Linked DNA regions of Hordeum vulgare: region 1 is linked to region 2. The links are chromatin contacts, called in public Hi-C maps. All regions are on one chromosome and are shown on one strand. The core of a region is the stretch at or near the end of the contact, and the rest is flanking DNA. Distances in the headings are between cores, read along the strand shown.

Region 1 (3,876 bases), core at 621-3,120, 200 kb after region 2:
GGATTGAGAACAACAGGTCAACCGCTGTCGTCGCTCAGTTTTCACATTCATCGACGTTGTCTGGTCGGATTGATCACTGACCGATCCCAGCCTCCAACTCAACGTGCTTAGCAAATTCTTCGTTCGATTAACTTTGAATCCTACTCCTAATCGCCACTGTATAAGAATGAGGATGTCCAGATAAATAGCAACTAGAAGTTGGATATGTATGACTTTTTTATATGTCCAATTGTCATGTAAGGCATTATATTATATACATTATTACTTTTTCTTTGATATATATATATATACATTACAATTACTAGTTAGTTTTTACGAGATAAGGCCCCAATTTTTAGTTTCGCATAGGGCCCCGAATTTTACCGGCCCGGCCCTCACGAAGTTGCCTATCTCTAGCACTAAAGTTGCCTCTAGTAGAAAGAAAGTTGCTTACGAACGTGATGTGATGTTATGTACCCTTGTTTCAAAGTTGTTCTCTATTACTATTTAGTTGCTTATTGTTGGTCATTAGTTACTTTAATTGGAGCGGAGTTGCTTTTGTTTAAAACTAAAGTTGTCTCGTCTAATATCAAAGTTGCTTTTTGAAAGGTAAAAAAATCATCGAAACATATCCATGTAGGGTTAGTTTTGAAGAGCTCGTCGCGACCTGGCCAGCCAACACCTGCGCGCTGAGTACCTTGGCAGGCAAACTCCCCTAGAAAAGGAAAGCACACAGATCTCATACCATCCATCCCCACATAGTTTTGAAATTTGAAACCATCAATTCATTTCTTAAAGAAATTTCAAATCATGATAAACGACTTAGATCCCACAAAAACTTTTCGATACTATAGACAACTTAGTTCCCTTGATGGACAACTTTTATAGTACTGTAGGTAATTAAGGATCACTCGTAGACAACTTCGTAGTGACGTAGTCAACTTGATTTCTAGGGTAGACAACTTATATTAGAAGCCAGGTTCGACAAGTTTCCACTCTACGGTAAGCCGGTTACAATGTATGAAAGGCAACTAAACAATCTACAACTTAGTTTCCGATGTATAGAATTTATAAATCATGGTAACTACCTATAACACTGCTACACACATTAAGCAAATTTACTTATACACATGGTCCGATTCATCTAGCTTAAATTGCTCATGTTTAGAACTAAAGTTGCCTAATCTAGCATCAAAGTTGCTATTAAAAAAAATGATTAAAACGTATTCATATGGGATCTAATTTTTAAAAAGCTCATCACGAGAAGCCAAGCGGTAAAAATAATTCTTCATTCTTACACTCGGTTCAAAAGTTATACATTTTTTAAATAAAATGGATAAAAGACGCAGAGACGCATGCTATCCACATGCACGCGGCGCGGTCTGAGACACACCCACCATTTGTTCACTTGTGTCAAATAGTCGAGTACATGCACTAGTCTTCGTCGAATAGTGCAGCTGCATTTTAAGCATTTGGGTCATTCTTTTCGGGATAATAATCAGATAATAGTGTGATTTAGACAGGAAGTAGAGACGGCGAAGCAAGGCCTGGCCGTGGCCGGGTGCGTGAGGCTCCGAGCTTCCTCGAGCCGAGCACCTCGGAGTCGGGCAGCACCGTATGTGGACACAGGAGGCACGTACGCGCCCGAAGAAAAAGATGACAGCCAATCTCCACTTCATCAGTCATCAGCGAAGAAAAAAGAAGAAGAAGAAGAAAACGATGGTCACAGTTCCCACGGCCCCACGTTCCAGCAGTCGAGATTCCTCTCCTGGCCCACCCGACGGTAGGGCCGACCCGACCCGGACCCCTACCCATCCCCGACTGCATCTTATCCGTCCAAATGAGAGCGAGGAAAGATCCATCCAACACTAAATTCCCCGCCGCTCCCCCCACCACACACGAGCTGAAAGCGGCGAGGCCCGCGTGGAAGCAGCCGGCCGATGCCCCCAATGGCAGCGTCCCTCCGCTCCCCGCCGCCCGTGCCCGCCGCCGCCGCCGCCTTCCGCCGCTCCCGCGCCGCCGTCGTCGTCTGCGCCTCCTCCTCTTCCTCCTCGTCCTCCTCCTCCCCCTCGACCGTGTCGTCCGCTCCCAAGGCGCGCTTCGTCGCCCGCCGCTCCGAGTCCACCTCCGTCCAGCAGCTCGCCCGCCCCCTCGGTAACGCCCACCCTCACCCCCGACCTCACCCCACCTCACCTCCCCCCAGCGATCTCCTGAGTCCTGACACGTTACTGTCTGTCTATCTGTCTGTCTGCATATGTATGCATGCAGCGGAGTACATGGGCCTGCCGGCGAGCCAGTACTCGGTGCTGGACGCGGAGCGCATCGAGCGCGTCGACGAGTCCACCTTCCGATGCTACGTCTACCGCTTCCGCTTCTTCGCGCTCGAGGTCTGCCCCGTCCTCCTCGTCCGCGTCGACGAGGAGCCCAACGGCTGCTGCATCCGCCTCCTCTCCTGCAAGGCAAGCATCAGGCACCCCTGCAGTAACTAGCTACTCACTTCTCCACCAATTAATGGCGGATGATGTGTCTCGTGTCTGCAACCTAGCAAACGCTGAAAAATGTTTCGGTTGTGCAGCTGGAGGGGTCGCCCCTTGTGGAGGCGCAGAATGACAAATTCTCCGGTGAGGTTGTCTGCCTCTTCATGTTTGTATCGTCTTTCCGTTGCTGGACCAGATACCTGACAGATTGCCTAGCCTGCTAGGCTGGAGCTGCCTGATACTAATTCCGTTACTGTCTCAATGGCACTGCATGTAATTTTAGATCACGGTGATGAGATCAATTCCTCAAAGAAGCATTGGAATTCAGTTGATTCGGATGCCAGACAGCATGGTTTACGCTTATCGTGTGGATTGTGAAATATCATTGCATTTTACTGGACGAGTAAACTACAAAGGGGTGACAAAAAAGAAGCCCGCATGAATCAGAATGATGCATACAACATTTTCGTTTTCTGTGCTTGTCACTGTTCATTTTCAGTTGCCGTGATCACTGTTTTTCTTGTGTTGTTTGCTCTTTGCACTTATCTAACTGAATACATCCAAAAAAGGAGACTCAATAGTTTGTATGCACAATCCATACAGTAAAAATAATTAGAGGGACATTCTTTTGTCAGACTCAATGGCACATTGGGGTTGCATGATCCACTCTATGTCAGCTTAATACGTGTGATTGTGTAGTTGTATTTTGCATTTCGTAAATTGAATATTTAATTGTTGTTCCCGAAAATCATTGAGATGATTTTCTGTCGGATGCAGCTTCCATGGTGAATAGGGTTTTCTGCAACAACAATTCAGATGACTCGACGCTTCAACAGCTTACATCGGATGCTACAATCGAGGTAATTCAGTCTCTGTCTCTCAGCTGACTTCACCCAAGCATCACTGAAAGTTCTTGGGCTGAACCATATTTGTATGATAATTTTCAGGTTGCAATTGACATTCCCTTTCCGTTTCAAGCACTACCAGTTGAAGCTATTGAATCAAGTGGCAGGCAAGTGCTTGAGCAGTTACTCCGAGTCATGCTTCCACGATTTCTGAAGCAGGTCAGTAACATAGTGCTTTGCCTTTTCCCTATGGCAGCCTTTTTTTTAGTCCATTTTTTATCACTTCAGCCTGCATTTTTAATTTCTTCAATGCACTGTGTTTGAAGAGAAAAAGTCTTCAATGTACTGACTCATTTCCCCCCATTACAACCTCATATAATTTTGTGATAGAGTAAGCTCAAGAATATGTCGTTCTACTTCTATGCAAGTAACAAAGTAATGGTGTATCAAGTTCAGAAGATTGTTTTCTGGAAATCAAAGTCTCCTTCATTTCATTAGAGTGAAATGAGCCATTGGTCCATTGACTCAAACTGATCCTTGTACTTGTATATGTAGATCTATTTTGATTAGTTTTA
Region 2 (3,765 bases), core at 879-3,378:
TGAACAATTGTTCATACAAACCTTCAGAAGCTCACAGAATGTTATTTCAGACTTCCCAAGAAGATGTTTCTCCATTATCTCTAGACAGCTCTCAGCATCATTCAGATTTCTGCTACAGGCACCCAAAAAGATGTTGAAAATCGGCAAAGTAGCATATGAGCATTCTTTTTCCACTAGAAGAGTGAGCAATTTAAGTGCCTACATCAGAAAGATGGTTGTCAACAACTTGAAGACTGCAAGGAGCTAACATGATCTCCTGCAAAAACTGATATGCTATAAGGCATTATTCAATAAGCAGGTAAACATATAACATAAGAGCAGAAGTGCAAGAAGAACTGCAAAGAGCATGTTAAAAAGAAACCAAAGATTAACGAAACAACATATTTTTCATCAAAAGGGTTCATATAAAAGATTAAACACAATAACAGATTACTTGCAGAAGGTACAACTTACTGTCCGGTTCCCTCTCCTACAACTATACTATATACAAACAATGAAAAAATCCACTTTGGCCCTGCTTTTCGTCTTCAACCTTCAAAACCTTCTAAAGGTGGGCTCTCAACTTCCAAGTTATACCAGCCACCTGACCCCCTTACAACATTTTGGAGCACTTTTAGATGACATGGATGCACTGCCGGATCGGTTAAGACCACCGCCTGGTCATACGAAAACAATGATTCCAGACAGTGACTCAGTGAGCGCTAAGGTTTACTTCTAGATGGTTTTGGAGTTTCAGCGTGGAAAGCAAATGACCGCCAAAGTTCAAGGTCTGCAAGTTAAGTTTTTTCTCTACAAACAATGGCTGCAGAGCCTGTCATGAGCGAGCATGAAAATATTTGTGGGGCTATTTAGGGTAAGGCATGAAATAATATAACCATTCATCAAGTACCCTTAAAAAAGGCCTTGTCTAATATTGAAGCTTCATTTTGTACAAAAGGATGAATACATCGGTATTGCATTTTGACTAGCTGGGAGCACTAAGAAATGGAAAGTTGGACAGCTTACAAAGAAGAAACAGTAAATTGGATGGTTCAAGTGTATATTAGTATATTACTACTACTGACCCTCTATTTGCAGCAGTTTCGAAACTGTATTTATATGATTGAACTCTCAAACAAGTTACAATGGCAAAAACTTCATTCGGTATATAAGAAATATCGCATACCTCCTTCGAATACCCTCCTTGGCTGAGTGCTCGAGTGACAGATCTGTAATGGCTTTTACTAATATCTATGCCCTTCACGTTCATGAGCTCCAATGTCTCCATAACAAACTATGCATATTGGAAAAAAATCAAAATGAGTACTAATCAAAATGACTATATTAAACTCCGTGCTCTAGGTAAAATATGGATCGACAGTAGATTTACCAAAGGATCGGGTGCTTCTGCACAGTACTCCAGTATATAAGAAAAATCTTCTGAAGTTAACGCTTCTTTGGTTTGTTGAAGATTCGAGAGCATAATGGATGCTCGCTGCCGATCACCTTTACGAAGAGCATTCACGATATCGGTTTGCATGAATCTCGAAGCCATACTAGTCTTCCACGTAAAATCATGATGCTCTGAAGTCACCAAAACATTGGTTAGTGGTTACACGCTGACACAAGGAACTACCTGCCTTACAGTACACAATCGGCGGGTATAATTCGAAATGGAGCATTTCATAATCAATTCAGCAACCATGGAGTGTCGAATTGGTGTGCCGATATATTTTCAAGTGGAGGTAAACCAGAGTCTACTGTCGGCTCACTGGCCTGAATTTGATCTGGTTTTAAAATACAGGGGTCCAGCCAACTATTTCTGTCGAGTGATAGCTTGCACGACTACTAGTATAGGGTCATCTAGGACCAACCTCACGGAATGAACCTAGCAATATGTCGATGGATTTGATTACCAGTCTAGCAAATCATGGATCCTTACCTAGAGAAGTGGAAATCATCCGAGCCCTGACGCCAGCCCAGAGGAGAGGCAGGCGATGGTGGCGGCTGGGAGGGAAGAATGGTTCGTCCCACGGAGGAAGGCATTGCTGGTTCTGGGAGCGAGACACGGACGGGGCTGCCGGCGGCGGGACGAGCGGCGCGGCGCGGCGGCCCGCCTGCCGGAGAGGCGACATGGGGACGTGATTCAGAGGCTCGATGCCGGGAGTGCTGGGGCCTGGACGTGGAGGAGGCAGGGGAGGTATAGGGCGCCGCACACGGAGACGTCGCCGGCGAGGCCGCGCCGGCGCGCACGGGCGTCACGGTGGACGGCCCCGCCCCAGCGCGGCGGACCCGACGACGGGAGGCAGTGAGTTCGGGGAGAGGAAGCCGCTCCGCTCGTGGGGGTGGTGCGGTGGAGGGCGGTGAGGCGGAGCAGTGAGCTCGGAGGCCGTGCGCGGAGAAGGTGAGCGGGAATGGTGGAGGACGTGCGGCACTGCGGCGGCGCTGGGAGGTCGGGAGAGATGCGAGGAGAGAGAGAGAGAGAGCGCTTTGGCATGGGCAGCCCGGTCTGACGGCCCAAGCCCAAAGCCCGACGGTGCGGGGGAGCTCGGCTCCAGTTTACGGCCTGAAAGGCTGATCAAAGCCCAAACTACCTAAAAATATACGAGAACACTTAAAAACAACCAACTGATTATTCACGAGCGTAAGCCGCCTCCAACATCCCGCCACGCGTTCCTCTTTGCTCGCTCATTCATTAGCATTTTATTTTCCTTATTTCTTCCTTCAGAAGCTGGACAACTCGTTCCTTTTCCTTCGTTTCTTCTTCTCTCACCACGTCGCACCACACACTAGTGCCAACGCCCGTCGTCGTTGCCTCACGCCGTTGCACCGCTGCTGCAAACAGCCATCACCATTGCAAGTCGGGTTCCCAAGGGACGGTGTTTTGCCGCAATCCATTTGCCGCTCACCCCGTGCTGCTATAGGCTAAGTTGGGAGGACGTTGCTCCCATGACCGACGGCGGAGCTGCGTTGCAGCACGCGATGCACGACGAGGTTGCTACCATGACCACGGCGGAGCTACGTTGCAACAGGCGATGCGCAACGAGGTTGTTGTCATGCCGACGGTGGAGCTGCGTTGGAGCGGGAGGGGCTACGAGCTGCTACCATGGATGGCGGTAGACTTATGCTGCGGCACGTGATGCTGCTACACGGGGACGATGAAACTGCGTTGCATCAGGAGAGAACTATGATTGCTACCATGGACGACGGCGGAGCTACGGGCGATGCTGCAACGAAGCTTCACCAGGGTGTCAATGAAGCTTTGTTGGGGCATCAATGAAGCTTCGCCGGAGCTACAATGAAGCTTTTCTCGAGTGTCATTGGTGTTGCATCGAAGGTTTCCGTCGCGCTGAGTGTTGCCATGAAGCAGCACCTGGTGTTGCCATGCAGCAGTTTGCTGGCGACACCTTCGGAGTTGTGATGCAGCCGTCGTCGAGGGCTCTTTGGAGGTGCGATGCAACGCTCGACAACGGCTCCGGTGTCGCGAGGTTGCCGGCGCAGGGTGTCGCGAGGGGTAGGAGGTGTTGCGTTTTCTGCATCATTTTCAGAGGTCGCGCGATGTTGATTCACTGATGCACGTGGATAGGATCACAGGAGGAGGACTTTGGATCGAAGACATCCGATGTTGAAAACGCAACATTATGCATCTAAGAAATCATCTGGATGATCCCTAGCATTCGCCAAAATATACTCCCTCCATTCTTAAATATAAGACCTCTTAGTGATTTCACTATAGACTACATTCAGATGTATATAAATATATTTTAGAGTGTAGATTCATTCATT

Evidence for each region. A called contact is a pair of places that touch in the nucleus more often than the background predicts.
Region 1: a contact with region 2 is called in a Hi-C map of leaf, with 7 times the contacts expected there. The contact joins the promoter of LOC123449700 here to the promoter of LOC123449699 in region 2. A contact is called at or near these places in 5 of 6 Hi-C or Micro-C datasets (leaf and seedling) and 1 of 1 datasets of contacts at active chromatin or transcription factors (embryo).

What each region holds. Positions count from the first base shown.
Region 1 is chr4H:579,669,438-579,673,313 of MorexV3_pseudomolecules_assembly, forward strand. It overlaps LOC123449700, which reads left to right and starts at 1,871. Exons shown (of 6, transcript XM_045127010.1): 1 at 1,871-2,133; 2 at 2,248-2,438; 3 at 2,555-2,600; 4 at 3,234-3,316; 5 at 3,404-3,520. The coding sequence starts at 1,920.
Region 2 is chr4H:579,471,474-579,475,238 of MorexV3_pseudomolecules_assembly, forward strand. It overlaps LOC123449699 (pentatricopeptide repeat-containing protein At1g76280), which reads right to left and starts at 2,129. Exons shown (of 13, transcript XM_045127009.1): 1 at 1,922-2,129; 2 at 1,370-1,563; 3 at 1,166-1,273; 4 at 22-198. The coding sequence starts at 2,114.